Regions from separate parts of the Mus musculus genome. Here all the other regions are linked to region 1. Evidence: chromatin contacts called from public Hi-C data. All regions are on one chromosome and are shown on one strand. Each heading gives the region's core, a stretch centred on a gene start, on an enhancer-like site or on the middle of the called end of the contact. The rest is flanking DNA. Distances are from core to core; before and after follow the strand shown.

Region 1 (3,341 bases), core at 568-3,067:
TCCTGCCATACTGCTGGGGGCTCCAAACCACAGCTGAGTCCGCTGCCCAGAATTCAGATCTGGGAGTAGTCCCCCTTTCTCCATGCTTACCCCACCTCCTGAGAACCTCATTTCTGACACTGACTCTGACTGTTTTCAGATCTGTTAAAAACAAGGGAGACGTTATCAATTTCTCATCTCCATGAACAAAATACTAGAGAGAACCACTTAGGAGGAGAAGTTATCTATTCTAGCTCAAGACTTGAGAACTGTGCCCATGACTACCGACTCTTTCTGGGTTTGTTGTGAGGTACACCACTACCTAATGGGAACATGCGATAGAGGAGGCTATTCGTGTCCTGGCTAACAGGAAGGAGGTGGGGAGAAGATGGAGCATCAAGCATCTACCCCCAGTAACCTACTTCCTCCAACAACGTCTCATTCACCTCCTTGAGTTCCCAGAACCTCTGATATTAGTACCGCTAAATGGAGACCAAATATACGCAACCCATAGTAAGCCTTTAGGTAGGACCCTTTACATCACACTATAACATGGGCATTATTTTATGACTAATCTTTGCTATCTTAAATTTTAATTAGAAAAAAATCATGCACTGACTGCTTAGTGATGTAATGATAAGAAGTAAAGGAACAAAATTATGTGGAAGTCATGTAATAGAATCGGGAGTCCTTACCCCTGACCAACTGAAGACTTGTATAAGATTTTCATGGTGCACAGAAAATCCATGTTATGGAAACATTCACATAACTGGTGCCAATAGCCACAGAGTAGATTAAAAGATCATCACTGGTCATGAAGATGCCAGGAGAATGATGGTCCACTGTCTACCATTAACAGAAACCATAGCAACACTGCTTGGGAAGCTTATCATAGAACACACTCTCAAACTTGTCAGGAGATATTTAAGTGCCTTGATATAAGTGGGGTTCCTATTACTGCTGCTCCCTGCTGCACAGCATGACAGACACTGTGATCTGATTCAGTCTCTCTTTTCTTTTCTTTTTGGTCCAAGGCATAAAACTGGACTCACATTTTACAACTTCCTGCCAAGTCAGCTGAAGCTAAAATGCTGAGTTCTGGCAAGTGGGGTGTGTAAAGAAGTGATGCTAAGATACTTCTCAACCTAGCCCCTAGGTCTCCTTGTAGTCCTCCATAAACTCTCTTTTTCTCCATTTATCAGCCCAGTGCAGGGAGGGACATAGCAGAAATCATGGCAGAGTCACACATCCAGAAGTCACACATCCAGAAGTCACACATCCAGAAGTCACACTGCTGGGAGGACACACAGCACCACCCATTGTTTCTTCATGTCTCTGAGTTGTGATGTCATCAAGAAGCTAACTTTTCTCAAATATCTCCTAACTATAGGTGGCTTGTTACAACAGTTATCCTGATTAACAAACAAATTTTTCCTCCCCTGTATTCAGAAAGGCTCACTGAGTACCAAGAAGCTAATTGGCCTGGCCAGTGCCAGGAAGAAACTTAATTACCATGGGTCTGGCTTCTTGCTGAATGCAGATGACACCCTCTGAATTAGGAAATTAGGGGCAAGAGGTTGAGAAATGTCTCTTGTTCCTCCCACCTTCCTGTTTTCCTTACTGAATACTAATGTGGCGTTCCTTGTGGGCCAAAGTTCTTTCCACCCACCTTTGCAACCCTGCTGTGTGCAGGGCATCTCACCCCCACTCAGCGGTTTTAGCTGAGTGAATTCAAACAGAAGGAATGTGGTGATGCAGGCAGTAATCTCAGCCCCTCGGGTTTTTTGGCTTTTCACGCAGAGCATATGTCCACAGCCAAAGCACTTAGGACTCAGCCCCTGAGTGAGGGAGGATACAGCATAAGAGGGAGGGCGACTTAAAACAGACGAAGGTTTTAAGTTCAGCCTGTGCTCAACAGTTAAATTCAATTTAGAGACTTCCCAAAAACTTTCAGAAATTACACAAGGGCCATGAGAAATCAGCTTCTTTCTTTTGTGGTTGCAGATTTAATTCTGTAGTTCAAGAAGCTGCGTCAGAGAGCTTGCACAACACTGCAAGCTGTTGCTGATGGAAAGGAAGAGGCTTCCTTCTGTGCTGTCAAATGCCTAGAGTCACTCCGCAAACGTTTAGCCCCACCCTTGTGTCAGAAATGGGTGAGTCCTGCCCCAAAGAGGACTCAAACCCTTTGGAAGCATCCATTGAAAATGCCTCAGAAAAGATGCTAATGGACGTTCTGGTCCCTCAAAGGTTAAGCTTGAAAGGCTCCTCCTTTGAAGAGAAGGCTAGTAATAAGTCTGGGGAAATACTGGGGTAAAGCCATAGGACCGGAACAGGGCTAGAGATGAAGACATGGGAGCAGGACAGGGCTAGAGATGAAGACAGTTCCAACTGGGCTCACATTTACTTTGCTGTGTGGTCAGGACAGGGCATCTAGGCACTGAGAGGATCTGCCTGATTGGGAAAATTGCTCCTTACAGACAAAAGGAAGGTTTAGAGGCAACAAGCTTTAGCAACCCCAAACTAATGTACTGGGTGTGCTGTACCTTTTTATACAGAATAATTTAAACACAAAAGCAAGAAATGTGGTTCCCATCCCATAATTAATTGTTTAGTAATGTGACTTGAACAGCCTCTTCTTCTGGTTCGCATCATGAAGAGACTATTTCATGAAAGAATAATATAAATATTTATTAATTTGAAATCCCTAACAGCTTCATTGTTTGTAATGCTATTTAAAATGGAAATCTCTATAGAATAATCCTCCCCGCAAAAAATCTGGTTATCACACAAAAATATCCAGGGGAGTTTTTTTTTTCTTACTTGCCTTTTCATCAAGATTTAATTTACATACTATAAAATGTACAGGATATGTCAATGTATTAGACATATATACTCATGTGACTATCATTATAACAACCTGAATACACTGAATAGTCACTGTCATATGAACAAGGTATGCCAAGAAGATGAACCTGCCTGGGATGGTCAATTAGTGTAGGGAAACTGGAAAGATGCCTAAAAACATAAAAAGTACTCTTAGGGTTTTACTGCTTTAAACAGGCACCATGATCAAGGCAACTCTTACAAGAACATTTAATTGGGGCTGTCTTATAGGTTCAGAGGTTCAGTCCATTATCATCCAGGTGGAAACACAGCAGCATTCAGGCAGGCATGTTGCAGGAGGAGCTGAGAGTTCTATATCTTCATCTGAAGGCTACTAGCAGAATACTGGCTTCCATACTCACTTCCGGGCAGCTAGGATGAAGGTTTTAAAGCCCATACCCACAGTGACACACCTACTTCAACAGGGCCATAACTTTTAATAGTGCCACTCCCTGGGCCGAACATACACAAATCATCCC
Region 2 (3,341 bases), core at 304-2,803, 390 kb before region 1:
GTTGGTGGATGGACACCAAGGTCAGTTTAAGTTGGCTGTTATGAACCGTGCCATGCGAACCTAGCTGAGCGAGTGTCTCTGTACTGCGTGTGCTCCTGAGGGTAGTATAGCTGGATCTTATGCTGGCTGTTTTCACTATGTAAAGGATGCGATCCCTGGGAGGCACACCCTCTGCAGGCTGCATTCTCAGTTAGTCCTGTTGCAGGAAGATGGGAAAAATGGGTGGACTGGAAACCATGAAACTAACAAAATATGTTAAAATCAGAAGGATAATTATGGCGTGTTTTTTGTTATATCTAGATTTTACATACACACACACACACACACACACACACACGAGCATGTGAATGACATGACACACACAAGAGTACCACAGGGTGATTCTTCAGGAAGAAGAAAGGACTGTCTGGGTAAAACAGGAAAAACAGGAAAGGATAATATAGATGTATAGGGTAATGATGAATTTTAATAAAAATATGAAATCCAATCACTTTGTACAATGCATATATGCTAATAATAACTATTTTTACCTTGTAGATTTTTTTAATTTGTAGAAGTTCATAAACTGAAGCAATTTCTGCATTCTCTTGTATTATAGTAATGAATTCAAAATAATTTCCAATAATTGAATTTATTTGGAATATATGTGATGATGAGCTAGTCCAAAAAGTAGTTTGCCATTAATTAAGGTACAAAATTAAATAACAATATTTAAAAAGTTAAAGCACAAAATTAAGTAACAGTTTATTTAAAGGTAGCATTATCGAAGTTGTGGAAGCTACTGGAGGTGTTAGCCTGCCAAGGAGTTCGGGGACTTCTTGAGCTAGCGAACCTTCAATCTAAATAGCTATCAAATAATCCTGTCCACTTTGGAACCACATCTGCCCTAGCTCACACCAGCGATTTTACTTATATCAGTGACCATGAGCATGATTTTACCTTCTGATATTTTTTAATATTCTATAATAATAGAGCTGTGGTAGAAGATATAAAAAGATGCAGTAAATATCCAAACTAAAAAGCTTAATATAAATTAAGTACTATCAGTTTAAGAATGTTTAATGATTACCATTAAAGGAAAGTAAGCCCTTTTGTTTCCTCATACCGAAAGTGCATGATCCAGGAAGCTTTCCCTGCTTAAAGGGGATTTGGGGCTAAATGCAGATAAATCTGAATTTCATAAAAATATGTCCTAGGCTTTAACTGTTCCAAATAGTCCATTTTATTTTACTGGAATTATGAAGACTCAGCTATTTCTCTTGTAAATCTCCCTATTTATAGTTGTCTGACATTGGCAAATATGTGCAATTCACCAAGAATTTCAGCCACTTAAAAGATCTTTTATTATTTTGGCTGGAGAAGAAGGCTTAGGATCCAGTCTCCAGCAAAGCGAAGGGTGCGAATCCAAGAGCGCATTTGCTTGCCTTGGGACTTCTTAACAGCTGGACGAGTTGGGAGGTTTGAACGTTTTGAAAAGAGAACTAAGGGCAAACCACTAAGTCAAAGAAGACACATCTGGAAAATAGAGCTCATGGCTGGGAAGGCGAGGCCCACGCACACTGAATGGGGTCAGGCCAGGCTCGTCCCCACCCTTCCCCGAAAGTGCTGGTCCCGCAGGTGATACATGTGCTCATGAAGCACAACTGGATTTTTCCTGAGAATGTTGTAGTTGGTGTTAGTAGATGTGCAGTAAATACCAAGGCCATGGTGAGGCTACCTTTGGGTGTGAAAAAATAGAAAAGGAAACACTTCCCTGCTGGGCTTCTATATCCGAACAGAGCCATAAGCCCTAATTTGGAAATTTTAGAAATAGCCCAATGTTGTGTTTTTGAGCTTTCCTTGAATATTTTATCCAATTTGATGTTTTACCTCCAGAACATATTTTAAAGATGACCTGCTAGACAGGTGTGCTATACGTGCACAAAGCATTAGATAGGAAGGAGTGTTTGGAGGGACAGTCTTTCCCTTTGTATATTTATGTTAGGGGCACTCTACTGTTTTTCTTGCTATGGTACCTCACTGGATCATTAAGATTTAAATCAGCACCTTCTCGCGAAGCAGAAAGATCATCTTTCCCACTTTGACACCTTCGAAGTTGACTTAGAATGTACCTAACAAAGCAATATGCTATGAAGTAAGTAGGTTAGAGATGGACATTCCTGGCCAGCAGAGCAATCCAGTGAGGTAAGAACACAGTCTGGACACTAGGGGGAGCAGCTGAGTCAGCCAGATCTAAAAGTCATCCACTCGCACATTTTGTTCAGTCTTGACGACTTTTGTTATAATTCTATTTACTTCAAAGTAGTTGTTTTAATTTATTTAGTGCCTGGAGAGTTCCCTTCATAATATTTCGAAGAAAATTATTCTCTGCATCATTGATTGGCTTTGAGGTAAGGGAGTATGGGGTGGTCAGCTCTAAAGCTGACATTTTGGAATCATATCCTCTCACAATTTGAGGATGGCTGCAATTACCAGCTGCCTGTTTGTGCAGATTTCAGTGCAGCAATAGAAGGATGTGTAGAGCCAGTCTAGTTTCTCACCACATTCTGTTCTCTCGAAAATGTCATTTTCAACCTGTAAGCAAACAGCTGTCATATTTGGTCTTGGACACACATGAGTGGTATGGCTTCAAGGCCCCAGAGCTCCCCTGCTTGTTCAAACACCACTGAAGCAGCTCCTGGGGACATTCGTCTTCATAATAATGACTCATTAGTTTGGGTCCTCAAAGCGTTGTGTGGCTGCGCACCAGGCACATCCAGGGAAGTCCCTAGGAGTTTGCAAACAGGGAGTGCTGAGAAGAAATGGGAGATGATCAAATAGTGAGAGATACTGTGTGGGCCCTGGACCGTGTCCTAGAACGCCCAAACCCAGATAGAATTGGATTGTGTGAAAACATACGGTTGGGGCCAGTTCTGTGATAAAGAGAACTAGCTGAAGGGTTTTCCAATTACTGATCAGTAATAGCAATATGAAAACAGGGTGAGAGGCGAGTGATCAATGCAATTGAAAAATTATGGCTTGGGAAATATCCCCCTGTGAGTCCTGTGAAAGGAGTCCAATTGTGGTATACTTAGAAATAGCCAGGTTTTATTTGTTCTTATCACATCTTTGGGTAGAAAGATCTCTTTCAAATTTGACATCCTTCTCAGCCTGGGCTTTCATGCAGCAGAGAGCAGGACAGAGTGGAAACCTGGTTACAGTCCTCGATGGAAGAAGAAGATGTTTCAGGATTCTGAGCACAGTCTTCCAGCTCACGCCTTCCTTGAGCATTACTGGGGACTTTCCTGTTGTAGGAGGAAAGTTGGATTCACAGCTAAGTACAAGGGGATGGCTCTGCCAGT
Region 3 (3,341 bases), core at 375-2,874, 320 kb before region 1:
AAGAAACAGGAAAGGTGAGAGGGGCAGCAAGGAAGACAGAGCCCAGGAGCAGAGGAGCCCTGAAGTAAAGAAAGAGGAGACACTGTCACAGAGGATAGCCATGCTGATCATATCATGGGAGAGCAGACATTCAGCAGTGCCAACTGGCAGAGGCTTCAGAGGAGACAGGAGGAAGACCGTCTCTACTTCTAGTTAAGAAAAGAGACAACATTGGAATGGGCTTTGAGTTTTCTGTGACCACTCTTCTGTTAATTTTCTTTTTAGCTTAAAACTTTTTTAATTGTAGCCACCGTGTTCCCTTGGCTGTTTTCAAACACAGCTTGGAAACCCTTTCACTCTGCAATGCAGTGATATTTGAAGGCAGCTTGGGAAGCCGTCCACAAAGGTTCTTGCTCGCCACAGATCTTTGTCTCTCGTTCATCATCGTCTTGAACACAGTTGCCTAAGCATTTGGTTCATGTAACCATTAAAAACGCATGAACAAAAATGCTGTGGAGTAAACAGGGCTGCAATATTTTATGCAGTAACTTCTTGCCAAGTCGCCTCTTTGAAACTGGAGCCATTTTTATGTCATTGGAGTGTACTAGAACGATCTATAAACAAGATTTCTTTGGGGTTACATATTAAAACAGATGAAATCATTTTAAATAAAATGTTAAAAGCATTTACTTCCTAGCTCCAAGTTTGATCCAAAAACATAAAATAAACAAAAAATTATTCACCCAATTTAAAAAAGAGAGAGAGAGAGAAAAGAAAGAAGAAAGGGAAGGAAGGGAGGGAGGGAGGGAACTGTTAGCCCCCAATTCATTTGCTACCTAATCCTGGAGAGGATTTTGAAGACCTGAGACCTCAGTCACTGTCACTGTTCATCTCTTTGATCTTGCTTTGTGCTACCCTTTTCCTGTGTTTGTGTCTTGGACTTGGCTTATGAACACCCATTTTTCATCTTCTAGCTTTGTATGTAACTCTTATGGGAACTGGCGGCCAGGCCTCACAGACATAGCTGCTTGATGCTAGCCTTGCCATCGCCTTTAGTGTTTGGTTTGGTTTGGTTGTGTTTATATTTAATGAAGTATAATTTCTCTGTTGCCTGGTTCTACCTGACTGCATCAAATAACTCAGAGATTAATCAGACTGATTTTCTCCCAAAATGTAGATCCAGGTGACTTTTAATTCTCTACACTAGATACAAATGGGTTTCCCCCTCCCATCCTCTGCTATTTCATGGGTGCCCTGCACAGCACTGAGTCCAGATGGATTCTTTGTAAGCACTGTTTGACAAGGATTTGGAGGAGGGAGGGAAGAGAGCTTTTCCCCCTCTTTGCCTACAGCTGCTCTCAACATGGCTCATTGTGACTGAAAGGAAATGAATAAAGATGAGTTATCTGAACTGAAAATCAGCCAGAGAGAGGGAGCTGTTCACACTCCCCAACCTATCTACAAATTTAGCAAGGAGAATAGAGCATTGTCATCATTGATTTATTTGTATACTAATATTGGAAAGATTTGGTTTTTTCGGTATTGTACCTTTGGACATTTGAAGCCATTGTGAAAAGCCATATGGTTTTCTGTGAGGTTCCCATTACATCCTGTGCAGTGGAAGCCCTTTATGCAGTGCCTGTTGGCATGATCCACACTGAGCACTATGAAAATGCCATAGAGACAACTGAGAGCACACAAGTAGCATTACAGGAAACATTGGTTGTTTGAAATGGTGTTTTTGGATCAGCCTTCATTCGGATGGTATCGTCTCTTTTACGTTGCAGTTGCTTCCATATTTTGTGTATGACAGGATGACTGATTTGTATCCTGGAGACCCGGATATCTTAAGTGTTCAAAACATTTTAAGCATTGAAGCATATAGAAACAAGAGTTTAGAATCAGGTTCAGATCAGGGTAAGGAGTAACGCTCACAAGATTGGTTGCCCTATTCAATGTTATGTCTTCTCTCTCCCTCTACAAGAAGAATGAACTATATGCCCAGAAGGCAAACTGTCACTAAATGCTCTGCTGTTGACTAAGACCATGGTTAATGAGTACATGGACTTTGACCATAGTCAGCTTTTGTCCGTGATGCTCAGGAGTCCTGCTGTGTGTTGTCCTCTACAAATCCCATACTGCTGCTGGCTTTGCTTCATAGTCACATAGATCTGGAGTCAAATCCCAGCTACATCATTTCTTACTGTACATCTATTGTCCATGGTTAAGCAAGTGGCTAAGCATCTCCAAAGCTCAGACTCTTCATTTCCAAGTACTAGTAATACTGATCTTACCAAGCTGTTGTCAGTTAATGACAGCATTTTTATTTTTGACACATCAGAGATTTATGTTATATAGTATATGCATTTGGCATATCTTAGTACTTTGTTTACTCGAGAAGCATTAAGGCCTTATAGCCTGGCCATTAGGAGTTCTGCTTTCAAAATGATCTTTCTGGGTTTGAGTGACATCTCTGAAACATTAATTTTGTGGCCTTCGGAAAGTAGGTCCCTTGCCTTATCCAAATAATTTATAACTCACAGACATGTCCTGAGAAATGACTGATAAAATACTCTCAAATACTTAGCTTCAGACTTGCTAGATATGAAAAAAGTACTCATCACTCTTATTTGTTAGTCTTATAGGGTTGTGGGCAGGTAGTATTGATATCTGTGATTTCTGGCATGTTCTGTATAAACAATAAGTGGAGTGCTATTCTGTAAGGAGTAGTCTTTATGTGTGTATATACCTATATGTGAGGATATGTATGTGTGTGTATGTGCACATGTATAGGATACCAGAGGTCAATCTCACATGAATTCCTCAGGTGTTGTCAACCTTAATTGAGACAAGGTCTCTCTTTAGCCCAGAGCACACCAGGTAGACCAGGCTGGCTGGCTAAGAAGCCCCAGTGAAACAAAATTAATGCTCTAGGGCTGGCATTCAAACTCAGAAAGTCCATTCTGAAAACAGAACTCCTAATGGCCAGTCTACAGTGCCTCCATGCTCTCAGGCAAATGAAGTGCTAAGATTTGCTGATGGTATGTACTATATGAATTCCAAATGTATACCACTGTGTCCAACTTCTTTACTTGAATATCAAAAACATTCTTCATGAGGAACCCCTGGTTCATCAGGGTCTCAGAGGACTCCATATGACTTAATGTCTGCTGTTCTTGTATTTTTCCAAAGCTGTGATACGTTCAGAGCTCCCAAGAGTCTCTCATGATGTCCATTTGCCAAGCAGAGAATGTTTTACTTTGGTTAGGTTATCACACTTCCAGATCCATTCATGAAGAAGTAAATTGGTTACAATCCACATGTTCTTAGAATTTGAAACATCCTTTAATCTCCATGATGTT
Region 4 (3,341 bases), core at 232-2,731, 300 kb before region 1:
TCTTTCCAGACTCCACAGCTTTTTCTTTAATGGTAGAAAACTGCATACATACAAGAGGTTAGAGTCTATGTCAATGTTTCTCCCCTCTGGCCATCACCCATTCTCCCCATGCTACTCAGTTGATCTACAACAAACACAAGCCAACTGTGTTCATTTTGAACCATTTTACTGTGTATTTTTATACACAGTTGGTTTTTTATTTTAGTTATGTGTATGGGTATGTGCTTACGTAGGTGCCCATGGGGGCCATGGAGGTCTCAGGAATCCCAAGAACTAGAGTGTGTAACGTTTGCTGTCACTTCAACAGTTGCCCGATTATCTGTCAGATGTCTCAGAATCTCTGCCTTTGTGTTTAAGTAATTCTTAACTTTGCATAAAATGGGCACAGAACACAGAAGTAGTGAGGAATTGCAGGCATTCAAGAAAACACATGAAAAGACATTAATTCTACCATTGATGGCAAGGCTATAGAAAACAGGAAAAATTCTAATATGTTTAGAATTTCCCTGAATGCACAATTTCAGTTTGAAGCCTTGAAAACCATCCCTCTTGGGAGAATAGGATTTCTGTGTGGTGAAATACATTAATTCTTGAAGTCAGACCTATGAACCAAGATATATTCAGAAAATCTATCCATCCCTGGCCCTCCCTGCCCTGTACATTTTTCTTAGATCTTGTGATATGCCTTCCGTTAAGTAATACGTCATTGCTGTACCTTCCAATAAGCCATGAATTGTATTAATTTTACATAAGAAGGGAGGAACAAGAAAGGAGGTTGGAATTCTTCCTAATAGGAATAAGTAAATCTATCTCTAGTTATGACTTGTTTTCTTAGATCAGTGCTGGTGTGCTTCTGTTTGTGGCACAAGAGCACTTACCAACAGCCACGCCATTTTAAGGAGAATTTCAAACAAACAAACAAACAAACAAACAAACAAAAAACAAAAACAAAAACAAAAGGAGAAGACTATCAATGCAAACCACTTTTATGTTTAAGGAAAGGATACAAATATAAGATTCATATTGCAAAACCTAATTTTGCATTGAGACTCTCACCAAAGATTTAGGAATGGATGGATGCATTTTGAAAGAGAGAGAGAGAGAGAGAGAGAGAGAGAGAGAGAGAGAGAGAGAGAGAGAGAGAGAGATCTGTGTTCACTGCCCTAGCTGCGGGAGAGCTCTTCAGAGTCTACCATTTTACAGGCAGCAAGTGAAAATATAACTCTTAAGACTCATGCCACAAACCCCTAATGCCTAGTCGACTTCTAAAAGATTGCATCTAGTTACAAGATACACAATTCAAAGCTTACAAAAAAAAAAAAAAAGAGTAATTAAGAAAACTTTTTTTCTATTGCAAGAGAAAACCAGATTGTTTCCATTAATTTTATGAGTGATGTTTATTTTTGTTGGCTAAGAACTAGGCCTGGGTTGGTGTGGCGCCCAGTGGGAGGGAGGTCTGACCAAAACAGCACACTGTCTGTCTATGTCACAGACATGCCTTGCATTCGTGCCTCTGTAGCCACACGGCACTCCCGACCTTCCCTTCCTCTACCCTGTCCAGCTGGGTTCTCAGGCGCCCTGTTGCCCTCCATTTGAGCGTTTAGGATCAGCATCCAGGCCCATCCATCAGCCTTCGGATCCTGCTCTGCTCTTTATTCTGCTGTCTCACTCCTCCATTCTTGTAAGATTCTCTCCAAACTGTTTCTCCAAAATTCTGCCTGTTTGACAGATCTCTTTTGCCCTTCTGTGTCCCGATTGGTGGCACATGAGTCTTCCAAAGTACCCTTGACGTAGTGCCGAATCTCCCCTCATATGCGGGTGCATAAGGAGGCAGGTTTAGCTAACGTCGGTATGGAAAGCAGTCTTCAGCAGTGAATATCTTCGGGGAAAAGCTATGGTGGACATATCGTTCCACAGTATCAGTGTTCACACTCAGAGCCTCACGGAAGGCTTCACCATCCGTCTAAGCTTTACTCAGTTCACTCTCTCAGTCTATGTTACTCATGGGCTGAGACATTGGGGTTCCTGACATGGCTGTGCCCGTGTGAAGCAGTGCACATCCATTCAGAACTTGATCCACCCCCTACGACTGACAGAACTACTAGCAAGCATTAGAAATGTTATATTTTTCTAGAGATGAGTAGGAAGTCCTCCTTTGTAATTTTCCTTGATCTCACGGAAATCAGGAACGACAAGTCTGGAGGCCCAACAGTGGACTCATGTTTAGGCATGGGAAGAGGCACTGCCTACAGCTGTCTGTAAAATAGGAATCAAGAAGAGGGGCAGATAGCATCCTGGTGAAATGAGCTATGTCTCAGGTACCACTAAACATCAGCCACTCACCTTTAGGCCAGAAGAGGGAAGCAAACTGCAGCCTAAGTGACTGCCTGTTACCTGTGAACAGGTAGGCATCTTACCTGTGGAGAGGTAGGCGTCTCCCACATAAGCAGCCTAGAAAGCTCTTTGGCCTGCTGAGCCTGCTTCTATTCAGTTCCCAGTGTTAATTCTTGTATCTGGTAACTGGTGTCACCATCAGCGATGGGGTAGATGAGGCTCTGACCCTGTATGGCACCTGATGCTTCTCCATCATGGCTCATTCTCAAGGATATGGAAGCCATGGCTGTTAGGCTACTCATGCCACTGAGAAAACCAGAGTCTAGTTATCTGTCTGTTCTCTATCCCTGCATGGGACTTCCAAAGGACACTTTAGTTTCCTTAAATCAACAACAACAACAACAACAACAACAACAACAAAACCCTAAGCCTCCTCTTGATCATTTAAAAGAAAGACATGAAAGATGTGGAAAGTATAGATTTATTGTGCAAAGTCTGTTTTTCCCCCCTCTTAAATATCCTTAACTTTTGCTTAATTGTAGAAAGGGTTTAATGTCTGAAATTTTGAAGAGGTCCCTATCTGCATTTTTAGAATCTTTATTTTCTCAAAATATCATGAAGTGATGTTCAGATCATGAGCATGCAGAAGTGGCTCAGTGTTTCAAAGGAAAAAGGAAGGATGAAGCCTCAAGAAAGAAATGTGAGCCATGGATTTGCCGCATGTCGACTGGGAGAAAACTGCATAGAAACTTCCCTGTGCTGTGATTCTGAAACTCTTAGTCTAACGTTCAAGAGAAGGGATGATATAAATTTTTAAAGAAACTGTGTGGATCAGGGAACTGAAGCAAGTCTGTGCAAATTATCTTGGACACCCAAGCCAGAAAGCAGATCAGCAAGAGGAGTGAGGTGGGGGAGCAGTTAGGTATGGTTGCTATGGCAACCCTATGCTGATTGAAATGGTTGAGAATTCCTGCTTCACACCTGACTGCACTTTCTCCCCCTTCTTA

What was found. A called contact is a pair of places that touch in the nucleus more often than the background predicts.
Region 2: a Hi-C map of uterus shows a contact between it and region 1, with 3 times the contacts expected there. The contact joins two enhancer-like sites. A contact is called at or near these places in 16 of 484 Hi-C or Micro-C datasets (the N1E-115 cell line, the NIH/3T3 cell line, adipose-derived mesenchymal stem cells and 10 more), 3 of 115 datasets of contacts at active chromatin or transcription factors (acute myeloid leukemia, embryonic basal ganglia and fibro-adipogenic progenitors) and 1 of 9 other capture datasets (embryonic stem cells).
Region 3: a Hi-C map of uterus shows a contact between it and region 1, with 4 times the contacts expected there. The contact joins two enhancer-like sites. A contact is called at or near these places in 2 of 39 promoter capture datasets (liver and second pharyngeal arch cranial neural crest), 3 of 484 Hi-C or Micro-C datasets (nephron progenitors and uterus), 1 of 115 datasets of contacts at active chromatin or transcription factors (acute myeloid leukemia) and 1 of 9 other capture datasets (embryonic trunk).
Region 4: a Hi-C map of uterus shows a contact between it and region 1, with 1.8 times the contacts expected there. The contact joins two enhancer-like sites. A contact is called at or near these places in 1 of 484 Hi-C or Micro-C datasets (uterus), 1 of 115 datasets of contacts at active chromatin or transcription factors (bone marrow-derived macrophages) and 1 of 9 other capture datasets (embryonic tail).

The regions. Positions count from the first base shown.
Region 1 is chr5:4,529,122-4,532,462 of GRCm38.p6, reverse strand. No RefSeq gene overlaps it. Among named protein-coding and RNA genes, the nearest start is that of Fzd1, 230 kb to the left of the region's middle. Within about 2 kb of position 1,817, at least 101 of the 459 cell types and tissues checked have an H3K27ac peak or open chromatin away from gene starts, as enhancers often do. A contact at or near this core is called in uterus, where this site is marked.
Region 2 is chr5:4,917,438-4,920,778 of GRCm38.p6, reverse strand. All of the region lies in intron 12 of Cdk14 (cyclin-dependent kinase 14), which reads left to right. Among named protein-coding and RNA genes, the nearest start is that of Fzd1, 160 kb to the right of the region's middle. Within about 2 kb of position 1,553, at least 9 of the 459 cell types and tissues checked have an H3K27ac peak or open chromatin away from gene starts, as enhancers often do. A contact at or near this core is called in uterus, where this site is marked.
Region 3 is chr5:4,849,689-4,853,029 of GRCm38.p6, reverse strand. The region is part of intron 14 of Cdk14 (cyclin-dependent kinase 14); the gene reads left to right. Among named protein-coding and RNA genes, the nearest start is that of Fzd1, 93 kb to the right of the region's middle. Within about 2 kb of position 1,624, at least 31 of the 459 cell types and tissues checked have an H3K27ac peak or open chromatin away from gene starts, as enhancers often do. A contact at or near this core is called in uterus, where this site is marked.
Region 4 is chr5:4,824,306-4,827,646 of GRCm38.p6, reverse strand. The region is part of intron 14 of Cdk14 (cyclin-dependent kinase 14); the gene reads left to right. Among named protein-coding and RNA genes, the nearest start is that of Fzd1, 68 kb to the right of the region's middle. Within about 2 kb of position 1,481, at least 34 of the 459 cell types and tissues checked have an H3K27ac peak or open chromatin away from gene starts, as enhancers often do. A contact at or near this core is called in uterus, where this site is marked.